2 separate regions of the Sus scrofa genome follow, and region 1 is linked to region 2. Evidence: chromatin contacts called from public promoter capture Hi-C data. All regions are on one chromosome and are shown on one strand. The core of a region is the stretch at or near the end of the contact, and the rest is flanking DNA. Distances in the headings are between cores, read along the strand shown.

The links. Promoter capture Hi-C pulls out the DNA fragments that hold promoters and counts their contacts.
Region 1: a promoter capture Hi-C map of liver shows a contact between it and region 2, with 5 times the contacts expected there. The contact joins the promoter of GTF2F1 here to the promoter of SNAPC2 in region 2. A contact is called at or near these places in 1 of 5 promoter capture datasets (liver) and 1 of 47 Hi-C or Micro-C datasets (embryonic fibroblasts).

What each region holds. Positions count from the first base shown.
Region 1 is chr2:72,682,749-72,689,840 of Sscrofa11.1, reverse strand. It overlaps GTF2F1 (general transcription factor IIF subunit 1), which reads right to left and starts at 2,229. Exons shown (of 12, transcript XR_301807.3): 1 at 1,822-2,229; 2 at 1,691-1,737; 3 at 872-944.
Region 2 is chr2:71,291,092-71,297,816 of Sscrofa11.1, reverse strand. It overlaps SNAPC2 (snRNA-activating protein complex subunit 2), which reads left to right and starts at 3,309. Exons shown (of 5, transcript XM_003123198.4): 1 at 3,309-4,143; 2 at 4,763-4,882; 3 at 5,043-5,111; 4 at 5,367-5,658; 5 at 5,751-6,561. The coding sequence starts at 3,961. The coding sequence ends at 6,082. It overlaps TGFBR3L (transforming growth factor-beta receptor type 3-like protein), which reads left to right. Exons shown (of 7, transcript XM_021083896.1): 2 at 715-851; 3 at 929-1,237; 4 at 1,576-1,702; 5 at 1,805-1,963; 6 at 2,164-2,236; 7 at 2,449-2,857. The coding sequence ends at 2,219. It overlaps LOC110259350 (a long non-coding RNA gene), which reads right to left and starts at 2,866. Exons shown (of 2, transcript XR_002341675.1): 1 at 2,726-2,866; 2 at 2,329-2,546.

The DNA of each region.
Region 1 (7,092 bases), core at 980-3,479, 1.4 Mb before region 2:
ATCCCTGGCTTCACTCAATGGGTTAAGGATCCGGCGTTGCCATGAGCTGTGGTGTAGGTTGCAGACATGGCTCGGTTCTGGCATTGCTGTGGCTGTGGTTCTGGTGTAGGCTGGTGGCTACAGTTCTGATTTGACCCTTAGCCTGGGAACCTCCATATGCCGTGGTTGCGGCCCTAAAAAGACCAAAAAAAAAAAAAAAAAAAAAAGGACCCCAGAGGAGTTCCCTTGTGGTGCAGCAGGTTAAGGATCTAGCGTTGTCACTGCAGTGGCACAGGTCACTGCTGGTGCTCGGGTTTGATCTTTGGCCTGACAAATTCTGCATGCCACGGAAAAAAAAAAAAAAAAAAAAAGGATCCCAGAGAGCTCCTTCCCCCTTCTACCAAGCAAGGACACAGTGAAATGAGCCAGGTGTGAACCAGGAAGCAGAGCCCCACCAGACACCAAACCTATTGGTCCCTTATCTTAGACTTCTAGCCTCCAGAACTGTGAGAAATAAATTTCTACTGTTGAGAAACCACAGTCTCTGGTATTCTGCTATAGCCTCCTGAATGAGCTAAGACAGCTCCCAAAGCCCTTGCTAGAGCCTCTGACAATGGGGGCTCTTAGAGCATCTGTAGGAGGCAGCCCCCTCCCTTGCCCAGATAAATCCAGGCCCAAGATGCCCACTGGTAGGCACAGCTCCTTTCAGGAGAAAACCTCCTGCATTTACCCCTCAGGCATGCTCAGCAACTTGGCCTCGGCCTTAGTCATCACTTATCTCCATGGTGAAGAGCTGAGGAAGCTAAGCCTTGGTTACTATCACAACTAAACAACTATAACAACCACAAAGTCCATGATTGGGTTCTCTCACCCCCTCCGAACCTCAACATACCTGATTCCAAGTAGCAAGATTGACTTTATCAGCTGCATTGAAGGCCATGATATTATATTTTTTGGTGGTATTTCTGGAATGGACATGAAGAGGCAGTGCTCAGTCATTCATTCAGTAAACCCTCCCTGGCTCAGCCCTTTGTGTCAGGCAATGCTGGGGACCCATAAAAGACCTCAGAGGTTCCCAGTCTGTTGGCAAAGTGGGATCCATATTCTCAACTCCATTCAGAAAAACGGACAAAGATTTCTAGGAACCCAAGATCTGGCGCTAACTGGGAACTCAGCCCTAGGCAAGGGGGGTGAGGTGGCAGATAGGGAATATAGTGGAACTAGGATTTCCAGGATCAACAAGAATCCACCCAGCAGTCACAGTGGGCAGTGGCAGAGGGAATGCTAGGTAGGGGGGCTGCATCATACCGGCACTGTTTTTGTTTTGTTTTTTGCTTTTTAAAAGGGCCAAACCGGCCACATACAGAAGTTCCTAGGGTCTAAACGGAGCTGCAGCTGCCAGCCTACACCACAGCCACAGCAACACTGGATCCTTAAACCACTGAGTGAGGCCAGGGATTGAACCCGCATCCTCATGGATATTAGCTGGGTTTCTTACCTCTAAGCCACACGGAACTCCCCATACTGTGTATTAATAATGCACCCATTCGTTCATTCATTCACTCTCTTCAAAAAACAGTGATGCCCCAGACACCTCGGCTCAACCTCAGCCCTGCCCTTAGATTGCTACCGGTCTGGAAGGAGAATCAGGAGGTGCCTGAAGGCTTAGTCCCTTTTGGGAGGAGACGGGGAACTGGGGTCTGGGACTTACTTGGGAACTCGGACAACATATTCAGTGACATTCTGGCTGCAGGGGCCCTGAGGGGAGAGAAAGCAGTGCAGTGAGTGAGGGAGTATAAAGGCTGCAGCCAGGACCCCGGAAACCCCTCGCCTTACACTTACGAGGGCCGCCATGGGCGATGCGCAATGGTAGAAATCTGGTCGGATCCTCGTCCTTTTCGACTCCCCCGGGATGAGGGTCTCTAGGTCCCGCGGAAGCCGCCCTCGAGGTTTCGGCTCTCTGGTCCCTGATCGAGAACCCCGAGCCGCCAATCCTAGGAAAAACTATCCGGGGGTGGCGCTGGAACAGCGGTCAGCCTCTGAGGCCTCTCGTGCCACGTCTGCGCCTGCGCAGCCACTTAAACCGGAAGCGAAACTCTCCCGTGGGCCGCGTCACAGGCTCCGAATCTGACTTAAAAGCAACACCTACTACTGCTCCTGCACCAGCTGACTGCAATATATAGTGCGGATAACTCAATCACGCTGTATAGTAACACCCCGCTCGTGACGTCCCAATTAAGGACCGCGGGGCATCTTGGGAAGGGGTGGAGAAACAAGCCTTTTTCCTGGCCGCCCAGAAGCCTTGCGCATGCGCTACTCCACTCCGGAAGTGAGTCCGAGGAGGCCGCGTTACCATGGTGCCTGAGACCTCCTTCGCACGGAAACACTGCGGCTCCACCTGAGTCTCTTTGGTGTTCATTTTTTCCCTAAGCCCCAGGAGGGAAACCATAATCTCGTCAAGTGATCGGGCCAGGAGCCCTTGTGACGTTGGAACCGAGCCAGGAGGGGTCAAGGCCTGGGTGGGGATCACCCCACCGGCCGCTGGCGGAGTGGGTCTGTGCAAGTTCAAGCTGCACAGATGGCCAGGGCCCTGAGGCCCCAGAAGGGTAACATCGCGGAGGTGGCTGGCTAACTGGATGGAAGGGAAGGAGGCTATGGAGGGCAGGAGAGAGGTACGAGAGGTACGAGTACCCTCCCTGTCCAATTCCAGGTGTGCACACACCCCTCCCCCACCATGTAGTAACACAACTGCGCATGCTCGCATGCTCGGGACCAGCCATTCTTCCATCCACTTTCAGCACCTGCTGGCTGGGTTCTGGGCAGTTCATGGTGAATATGACAAACCATCTCCTGTCCTCTTGGAGGTTGTGGTGGATTATACAGTCTCGGAAAATGATACCTACAAGCCAGGAAGAACAGGGCTGCTACGGGGAAAGAGCAGGTGGCTCAGGGAGGAGGGACTTTTTTTTTCTTTTTGTCTTTTTCCAGGGCCGCACCCGCGGCATATGGAGGTTCCTAGGCTAGGGGTCCAATCGGAGCTGTAGCCGCCGGCCTACGCCACAGCCACAGCAACGCGGGATCCGAGCCGCATCTGTGACCTACACCACAGCTCATGGAAACACCGGATCCTTAACCCACTGAGCAAGGCCAGGGATCGAACCCGAAACCTCATGGTTCCTAGTTGGATTCGTTAACCACTGAGCCACGACGGGAACTCCAAGAGGGACGTTTTAAACTAGGAGTTGGCTAAGCAAAGACACCAAAACTGCACCATAAACTACAGCACTCCATGGGTGGGTCTGATAGTTATGGACTTTCATTTATTCCTTACCCAATACCATACGTCAGAAACCACACCAACTACTTAGAAATATAGAGACGGGGAGTTCCATCGTGGTGCACCAGAAACAAATCCGACTAGGAACCATGAGGTTGTGGGTTTGATCCCTGGCCTTGCTCAGTGGGTTAAGGATCTGGCGTTGCTGTGAGCTGTGGTGTAGGTCTCAGGCTCAGCTCAGATCTGACGTTGCTGTACCTGTAGCGTAGACCAGCAGCAGTAGCTCCGATTGGACCCCTTGCCTGGGAACCTCCACATGCCCCCGGTGCAACCCTAAAAAAAAAGAAAAGACAAGAAATATAGAGATGGGATGAGAAAGACAAATAGTCCTTGTCCTCATGGAGTATGGAATACAGCGATCTGGCTGGGGAGACAAGAGCAAGTAAACAGGCAAAATCATTACTGATCGGGGCATTGCTGGAGGGAATGGGATTCCAAGACTGGGAATAATGGAATGGGAGGCTCTTTAGACAGAGCATATAGAAGACCTGATGGGTGAGCTGTGACCTGAAGGAGGGACTTCCAGGGAGGGGGGAATGGGGAGGAACATCATGGGAGGAATGAGTTCCAGGGACAGAAGGGAGGCCACTGAGGCTGAAATACTGTAAAGGAAGGGGAAGATGGTATGGAATGACACTGGAGGGATGGGCCAGTCCTTGCCCCTCTGTGCATCTCAGTTTCCTCAACTGTAAAATGGGGTGATGGGGTTATTGTGATGCTTTCAAGAAGGTGCTGCATGCAAAGGGCCTGGCCTGTTCGGATTCACATCCTTATCCACACAACCCACAGCAACACTAATGCATGCCCTACCTGGATATGCCGCTAGATGTGGAAATGCACCTGTAGATGCCACCCTAGGGCAAAAACGAGTCCACCAGCATTTGTGTGTCCCATGTTGTCAAGCTGTGCCTACAATCACCTTGGTGCCTGTCGGCCCCTACCAGGCACCAACCCTACTCCCTCCTCCCTGGGCACCAGAGACATCCTCAAGTCCCCCCTGATCATCTTCATGGTGGCCCAGGCTGTAGCAAAGGGACACAGTGCAAGAACACGGCAACGAAGTATGGCTTCTGCCATATGGGGCTGGGCCAGCTGCTGGGGCAGGAGGCCCAACAGGGCACCGGATGGGGCCAGAAGATCCGAGACATCATGCTGCAGGGACTCCTGGTGCCCATGGTGAGAGCTCATGGGCACGAGGAGGTGGGGGGTTGGATTCGGGGAGGTAGGGGCAGAGAGATGAAGGGGGTGCATAGGGAGGAACTTCCCAGGAAGGCCGTGTGGAAGCCGAGAGGCCCTGCAGGCCATGGCCACTGGCTGCTGCTTTACTGCCCTGAGCCTCTGTGTCCTCAACTGTAAAATAGGAGAGCAGCTGGACCCACAGCAAAGGCCTATGCTGCAGGGCTGTGCTGCAGGTTGGATGACATCATTCCTATAAAGTGCCTGGCAGAGTGCCTGGCCCTTTAAGAAGCACCCACACTTGGCTAATATTTATTCCCTTTCAGACCCAGGGCATATGTATCAGTGGTCACCTCTGGCCCCCTTTCCTCCTGTAAAATGGAAGTTACTCCACTACCTCACAGTAGTGATGAGCAAATGAGCCCAGTTCTCAGAAGTGCTTCCCAGAGGCCCCACCACATTAGTGCAGACTCCGAATCTAGGGTGCCAGGCAGGCTGGCATTCCCCCCAAATTCACCAGAACTTGTCAAGGTGACCTCACAGGTGAGGGGCCCTGGGCCCTGAACACAGCCACCCCTTCTCTCCCCAGGGCGTCATCCTCTATATGATCAGTGACCACGTGCTGTCCTGTCCCAAGAGCTGGGGCTCCCCTCATTGACAGCTTTCCCTGGGGAACTGAAGCAGGCCAAGGAGTTTGAGTGCATTATGAGTGACCCCAAAGCATGCGAGGGCATGGGCCTCCTCCCCACCTGCAGTGGAGATCAGAAGAGGCAAGAGGAATTGAGACCAGGAAATGGAATTTGACATCCAGGAGATTGTTGGAAGCCTCTAGAACCTGGGTAAAGAGCTGGTGTGCTCTCCAAGGGCAGGGACAAAGTCATTTTAACATTTCCCTGCACTTTGTAGACAATTTGCCCACTGCTTGGTGGGTGGGTTTAGCATCACCGTAAAGCTGGAATATAGCTCTTCGTTCATCTGTTTATTTGAACTTCTGTCCCTGAAATAGCTCTTGAGGATGAGCTACATCCTTGGGACTATACCATAACACATGGGGTCCCTGCTCTTAGGGCTCGACAGACAGGCACCATCAACAAGTTCTGTTCAAAACAAAACAGGAGTTACCACTGTGGCACAACAGAAAAGGCGCATCTCTGCAAAGCTGTGATACAGATTCGATCCCCAGCCTAGCACAGTGGGTTAAGGATCCAGCATTGCCACAGCTGCTGTATAGGTCCCAACTGCAGCTCAGATCTGATCCCTGGCCTAGGAACTTCATATGCCATGGGGCAGTTGGGGGAACAAAAAGAAAGAAGAAAAAAAAAAAAAAAAACAGACGAGTTCCCATTGTGGCGCAGTGGAAAGGAACCTGACTAGTATCCATGAGGATGTAGGTTCAATCCCTGGCCTTGCTCAGTGGGTTAAGGATCCATTGTTGCTGTGAGCTGTGGTGTAAGTTGAAGATGCGGCTTGGATCTGGTGTTGCTGTGGCTGGGGCGTAGGCCACCAGGTGCAGCTCCTATTCAGCCCCTATCCTGGGAACTTCCCTATGCCATGGGTGTGGCCCTAAAAAGCAAAAAAAAAAAAAAAAAAGGCAAAAAAAAATTTCTGGTGGTGGTAAGGGCCGTGAAGAACATAAAGGGAGTTTCCCAGTGGCCTAGCAGTTAAAGGATCCAGTATTGTCACTGCTGTGGTGTGGGTTTGATCCCTGGCCCAGGAACTTCTGCATGCTGTGGGCGGGGCCAGAAAAAAAAAAGAACAAAAAACAAAATGACATCCTGGAGAGGCACCAGTGGGCCACATCAGTTTGGGTGGTCCAGGTGGGGTGGCCCCTGCAGTGGGGACACTGGGAGCTAAGCAATGGAGGAGGAGCCAGCGGGACAGACGGCGATGACTTCATGAAAAGTCATCCACCCGGGCACCTGAACAGCCACAACTGGAGTGTTTGGGGAGGGCTGAGCAGGGAAAGAGAAACTGCAGCAGGCTGGGGGCCTCTGGGCTCTGCTGGGACTTGCCAGTAGAAATGCCTCCAGGCCCAGTAAAGGAATCAGACAAAGGTCACCTGGCAGGAGGTGGTGGGGAGGGCTGGGAGGGGCTGGGTGGGGCCCTGCCCTCTGTTCACACCTCCACTGAATCCACGAAGCAACCCTGTCCTGGTTCATGGTGATGAAGGTAAAGGGTAAATACTGGGCTACCTCTCCTGGCCTGGGAGCTCAGAGGGCAAAGGCCAGGCTAATGAAAACCTCTGCCAAAAGTAGGAGCCTGGTCACCGATGCCAGCTGGATAGGCTCCACCAGTGGCTGTAAAGCATCAGGACAGAGGCTCCAAACTCCCTGCCCTCGGGCCCCGTGTGATCCATGGATGCGTTTGGTTTGGACTCTTCAGCGTTTGACACTTTTTTTTTAATAGTGGACAACCTTCGAAAATCCAGCGAGGCCACAACAAAACTCCCAGCCTCTCTTGAAAGAAAGCCTGACTTGGCAACATAGGGGGCACATCCCCATGGCAACAGCAGCGTGAACTCCTCCTGAGCTTTTTACCAGTCCAGGGCTGTTCTCGACTCACTGCACAGATGAACTCTGATCTTCCTGAACGTTCCAGGA
Region 2 (6,725 bases), core at 2,060-4,559:
CACAGCCCTGTTCCTGTGTTGCCCTTTTACTGTGTCACCTCTTGGAGGTCCACCCCACCTGGGGGAGCAGGGATGGGTGGGAGGTAGGGTCTGCCCCATCCCCCGTTTTCCAGGTTCTCTTGGATCCCCAGCTTCTTCAAAGTCCCCAGCAGCCACAGTGAGGCCAAGGGCTGCAGGAGGGGAGCAGTCTGTCGAATGCTGGAGGACATCATCTGACAGAGACCCCAGCAGAGTGCCACTGCCCTTGGCCTGGGGATGAGGAACCTGGTGGCAGAGGTTGGGGGGAGAGCGCCTTGCTGTTCTCCCCTCCCCTTAGAAAGGAAAGAATGGGGCCTGCACCCTACCCCCAGGTGGGCCCTGAATCCTCTGGCCTCAAGCAAGGGGACCCTCCACCAACAAGCAACCCTCACTCCCTTCCCCACCAGGGGTTCCTTCTCGCTCACTGCAGGTGGGGAAATGGAGGTCTCCCCTAGAAAGCGCAGCTTTTCCCCAGGTTCAGGGGCTGGGCTGTGAAGTCCCCAGGGTCTTCAGAGGATACAGAAGCTTTTCGGCTGGCGGTGCGAGGCGCCAAGCCGAGCATGGGTGAATCCTCCACCGCGCCTGCATCCAGTTTCCAAAGAAGGAGGTGGAGGCGAGGAGGTTGGCTTACTCGCAGGGGGGCCTAAGAGGAAGCGCGTTCTTTCCCTCTTCTGTGCCACCCTTTCCCCCCGCCAGCGCCCCCGTTTCCCGCGGCACCTGGGCCCTGGCTGCGCCGACCCCTCTTCAGTCTGGAGCTGTCGGACGCGGAGGACGCCTTCCTGCGCCGCGCTGGGCCGCTCGAGGTCCCGGCCAACAGCCGCGTGTATGTGCAGGTGCGGACGCGGGACACACCGAGGCCGGGTGGGGGCCGGTGGGGGCTGCCGATCCTCACCGCGACCCCGCCCTTCAGGCCGCCCTGGCACGTCCCTCCCCGCGCTGGGGCCTGACCCTGCACCGCTGCTCAGTGACTCCGTCCTCACGCCCGGCCCCGGGCCCCGCCTTGGCGCTGCTGCGCGGGGGCTGCCCAGCCGATTCCTCCGTCACCTTCCCGCCACCGCGGCGGTTCCCGGGTGCCGCCCGCCCCGCGCGCTTCAGTTTCCGCCTGCGCCCGGTCTTCAACGCCTCTGTGCAGTTCCTGCACTGTCAGCTGAGCCGCTGCCGCCGCCTCCGGGAAGCCCGCCGGACGCCTGCCCCTCTGACGTTGCCGCCTCCGTCGCCGGTGCGCGGGGGCAGGGCCGGCAGTCTGGGTGCCCAGGCCTGTCCGGGCTGGACACAAGCGCCTCTGGCATCTGAGAAGACTCTTAGGGTCTGGGGATCTGGGAGACTGGGGGCTTTGGGACCGGGGGGGCAGGGGTACTTCAAAACTGGGAGTAGACACTGGGTCTCAGGCTAGGGTTGGGCACAGGGACGCCCGAAGGGGCGGGATTTCCGAGGGTCTAGTGGTGCGACTCGTGGTTGGAACAGAGTGCTGGACGCTTAGATCTTTTGGGAGCCCTGGGGACCAGCCCCTCGAGCCGGGGCCCTGACGCCCCCGTTTCTTGCCTCCTCTCCTCCTAGTGTCTGCCTCAGGATGAGGCGTGCGCGGGCGCCGGCAGTGGCAGCGCTGAGAGTCTGGGTGCTGACGGCTCCCACCTGCACACGCTGACGCAGCCCATCGTGGTCACTGTGCCGCGGCTGCCCCCCAGTGAGCGTGCAGTAGTCCTGCGCGGGGGTCCCTGAGGTCGGGAACTGGGGTGGGGAGGACATCCGAGGCCTAAACCCAGTCTCAGCACTGTACTCCTCACAGGGCCACCCAAGGGCGTCCCCGGCAGAGAGGCGCGCCCCGAGCCTCCCGCGCCAGCTCCAGGAGCCCTGGAGCCCGCGCCGGTGGTGGCACTTGTGTTGGCCGCCTTCGTGCTGGGCGCCGCTCTGGCTGCCGGGCTCGGCCTCGTCTGCGCGCACTCAGGTACCAGCCTCCGCCCCGACCCCCGACCCCCCCAGGATCTCTACCTGGCCCCCAGCCTATTCTGGCGCGTCCTGTCCCCAGGTCGCTTTGATCCCAGCCTGCAAGGGCCTGACCATGCCTCCGCTACGCCCGCAGAATCCCCCAGGGGGCGCCCTTGCCCAGGCCCTTACCCAACCCCTCAGCTTGTCTTTCCTCTCCAGCGCCCCCACCCCCTGGCCCGCCTCCAAGAACCTCGCCGGGCGGCCCCCAGCCCTGAAGGCCCCAGTAAGGCAGGTAAGAGTTGGGGGCAGAGATGAGGGGGAATGTCAAGTGGGGCCGGTAGGACAGCTGGAGGAGGGAGGTGATAATGACTCTTATACAGCGCGTTCTCTCTGCCAGGCAGAATTCCAAGTTTTTTACGCATGTTAATCCCTGTAACATGGTAGATACTTTTATACTCCCCATAATGGAGATACGAAAAATGAGGCACTCTCTGACTTGCCAAGGTCACAAAATTTGGTGAAGATGAGATTTGAACTCGGTGGCCCGCGGCGGATTGCAGGCTCAGCGTCGCAGGAAAGGACCTCAACATCTCAGGCAGGCACTAGGCAAAGAAATTTGGGTTTCAGACCTAGCACTCACCCTCACCCCAGCACACAGACTGATGGGGCGGCCAATGATCGGCTGGAAAGGGGGTGACCCGCCTCTGTGTCCTACTCCCCGCTCAACCCGAGTCGCCCTTCCCCAGAGATGGCGCGCCCCCAACAGGGTCCGGAGACATACCAACCACGGCCTCAGACCACGCCCGCCAGGACTTCGGATTCGAAGGGACCACAATCCCTGCGCCCCGCCTCCTCTCGTTCCTCCTCCCATCCTCCCACCTGGATTCAAAATAAACACGTGGCCTGAACTGCAGAGTTCTGAAGTTGGCGTAGGCGCTTAGCTCGTGGGTGGGGAATCAGGGTTGGGAGAGGTCCAGACTGGAGGGGTGGGGCTTTGGGGCGGAGCTCAAACGCATACAAATACGTGCCAGAGGAGACCCAAGGGCATTTTGTTCCATATAAAAGAAAGGATACCCAACCCTAGCAGCTTAAATTTTATTTTAATTATTTATTTTGCTTTTTAGGGTCGCACCCGGGGCATATGGAAGTTCCCAGGCTAGGGGTCGAATCGGAGCTGTAGCTGCCTGCCTACTCCACAGCCACAGCAACGGGGAAACCAAGCCGTGTCTGCGACCTACACCATAGCTCACAGCAAATGCCAGATCCGCGAATCACTGAGCGAGGCCAGGGATCCAACCCGCATCCTCAAGGATACTAGTCGGATTCATTTCCGCTGCGCCACAACGGGAACTCCCTTAAATTTTAAATAAGCCTCCTCTCCTTCCTCCACCCCTACACCGGCCCACCTGCCTTCTCAAAGAGGGAACTTATTCGCGCTCCACTCCCACCGCCCAGATCCTGCCGTCGCTTAAGCCACAAGCTCAGGTCTACCCCAGCCCCCTCTCCCTCTAGCCTAAAGGTCCTCAAATCCCTCCTGCCAGAGCTCCTTCCTCCCCGCACAGAAGGGCAGGACTATTAACTCCATTTTACGGTTGAGGAAATTGAGGCTAGGCACGGCCAAGTCACTTGCTCACCAGTCGGGGCTAGCCGACCCCACAACCCAGGCTCTTGGCTACGACTGGATAGTTGCTTTCTGGCCAGGGCCCACCCCTCTGCGAGTTTCCCAAGACTTAGTCCTGGACTGGAGAGAAGGCACGAGATCTAAGGTGTCGGCTCCAGTTCACAAAAGAGATAGAATGCGTGTGTGTGTGTGGGGGGGTCTTTTCCGCTCCCGCCTCAGATACCACTCCTTCCATTTTTTCCCAGGATGGCAGTTCGCTTCCGATTGCAAACGCAGAGCCACGCCCCCGTCCCTTTCTGCCTCCGCGCGGGCCTTTTTGGCTCCACCGGCCGCCGTAACCCCGCCCACCACGGAAACGGCTCAGCTGCAACACCGCCCTCCCGCGCCGCACCGGCATGAAGCCTCCTCAGCGGCGGCGAGCCGCCCCAGCGCGCTATCTGGGAGAGGTGACCCGGCCCGCGGCCTGGAGCGCCCGCGAGAAGCGGCAGCTTTTACGACTGCTGCAGGCGCGACGGGGCCAGCCGGAGCCGGACGCCGCCGAGCTGGCCCGGGAACTGTCGGGCAGAAGTGATGCGGAGGTAAGAGGGGTCCGGAGACGGGAGCGAGGCTGGAGGCGGGACTAGGATGCGTCCAGGACTGGCGGCGGGGCGGGTCCTGGTAGTGGGCGGGTGGAGGGTGAGGCTTAGGGCGGGGGCGAGGCTGAGGAACCGGAAGAACGCTGGAGGAGGCGGGACTGGTGCGAGGCTAGGCAGTGTGTCCCTGCGAGAAGCTGAGGGCGGGGTGGGGGCGGGGCATGGCGCGTCTTGGGGCGGGGCTAGGAGGAGGCAGTGCCCTGGAAGGCTGAGGGGGCGGGGCGAACTCTGAGTAAGACCCGGTCTCCGCCCGGGACTGGAAGGAAATTGCAGCCAGCACCTGGGCGGGAATGAGGTTGAAATGAGTCGGGGAATGGGGCAGAGTGGACGAAGTTGGGAGGTGACTAGGGTAGTACTTAGCACGGGCTTGGGCCCTGCCAAAGGGAGGAGCCAGAACTGGCCTTGCATCTTTGTCAGGTAACGGATCACACCTGGGGCCTTGGCCCGAGACCCTTAAGGGTCACTGTGACTCAACCCCGGGCTAGCGGGAGGCCAGAGAGTAGGCAGTGGACTGCTTAAGCCCTGGACTTAAAATCCATTTGGTCTCCTCCTCTCACTTCTCCAGGTCCAGGACTTTCTGCGGCAGCTCAAGCGCCGAGTGGCCCGGGAAGCCATTCAGAGGATGTATCCTGGTGGCCCACAAGGTCTAAGACGCCAGGAAGCACAGCCCCCAGCCCCCATCGAGGTGAGGCAGGGTCAGGCTCCCCAGAGCCAGCTCCTGGGGAATGAGGTGGGGTTGGGGGAGGGATAAGCTGTTCAGGGGAGCCCCAGGAGGAGTAAGGCTTGGGGAACTCCTGAGGGTGGATCCCTAGGCTGACCGTGTACCTTCTGGTTGCTCCACCCAGGTATGGATGGATCTGGCTGAAAAGGTAACAGGCCCGCTGGAAGAATCCCTGACTGTGGCTTTCTCACAGGTACTGCCATTCCCCAGGCAGGATATGGGGGTCCCTGGGGGGGACAGGATCATATATATGAGTCTAATTAAGCTGGATCTGGGTCCCTTCCTCTTGCCACCCTAGCTTCAGTGTCTCCACTTCTGAGGCCATCTCCACCCTGTTCTTGGGGTGGCAGGGAGGATTTGGAGGTGGAAGGCATAGTCTCCTGAATGGCAGGGGAGTGGCCCATGAGAAGACCTCTGTCTTTCCCTCCCTGATCTCTCTACCTGCCAGGTGCTCACCATTGCAGCCACGGAGCCCATCAGCCTCCTGCACTCCAAGCCCCCCAAGCCCACCCAGGCTCGAGGAAAGCAACTGCTCCTCAGTGCTCCTGGAGGGCAGGAGGACAAGGGCCCTGAGGCTCCTGGCCCTGCCCCCAAGGTGCAAGGTCCTGCCCCTGAGGCATCTTCTGAGTCCCTGGCTGGTCCATCTGCTGAGGGAGAGTTTTCTGTGGACTTTGAGAAGATCTACAAGTACCTGTCATCCATCTCCCGCAGCTGCCACGGCCCAGAGCTTTCTGCAGCTGGTGAGAAGGGAGGGCCGGTGGCTCTGGGGGTGGGAGTTCCTGGTGGCAAACCCCACCCTCCCCTCACCCATCCCCTTTCCATCCCTCACCAGAGTCAGCTGTGGTCCTTGACTTGCTCATGGCACTTCCTGAGGAGTTGTCCCGCCTGCCCTGTGCTGCCTTGGTTGAACATATGACAGATATGTACCTACACCTGATGGCCCCCCAGCCCGACTCTGCCAATGGGAGCCTGGGATCTGGGGCCGAGGATGGTGGGTCAGGCTCCAGGGGGCAAGAGGAGGCTGGCCAGGCCACCCCTCAGGCTCCTGAGAATGCTGGGCCCAGTGAAGCGATATCTACTTGGCAAGCAGCTGGAGTCTGCCCCTTGAACCCATTCCTGGTACCCCTGGAACTTCTAGGCCAGGCTGCCACCCCTGCAAGGTGAGGGGCCAGTAGGCAGAGGATACACCCAACATTGGTGAGCCCCCTGGCCCTCAATCCCGCTTGGGCTGGCACTGGGTTGTCATGAGGATCTTTCCAAGGTGGAAGGTCCCTCACATGGTGCACAACAGAGCGGCCTTCAAGACACTAGGTGTAGAAGTTCCCTGGTGGTTCAGCGGGTTAAGGATCCGCCATTGTCACTGCTGTGGCTCAAGTCTCTTAGGTGGCACAGTTTCAATGCCTGGCTCAGGGACTTCCCTGTGCCACAGGTGTGGCCAAAAAGAAAAAGAAAAAAAAAGCTCATGCAGCAGGGGGGCTCTCAGAAACAGAAGCACAGTTGTACCGGGGTTTAGCTGGTGGGAGGGTCCCAGGCAGGTGGCTGGGCTAAAACCACAGTCAAAAACTTCCCCCCCACTGATTGCCTCTGACATCCTCTGTCCCATGTCCTGTGACTATGAATAAAGTACTTGTCAATCCCCTGGCTCTCTTTTCTCCTGTGAATTAGATGGAGGGGGTGGCGGTCCAACGTGCCAGAAAGAGCTTGGAGTCCTGGGGACCGAGGCGGGGCCATGCCAGGGGGAGGATGCGGTTGTCAGTAAAGGCTGCTGCCGCCAGGTCCAGTCCAGTGCCATCTGGAGTGACCTTGG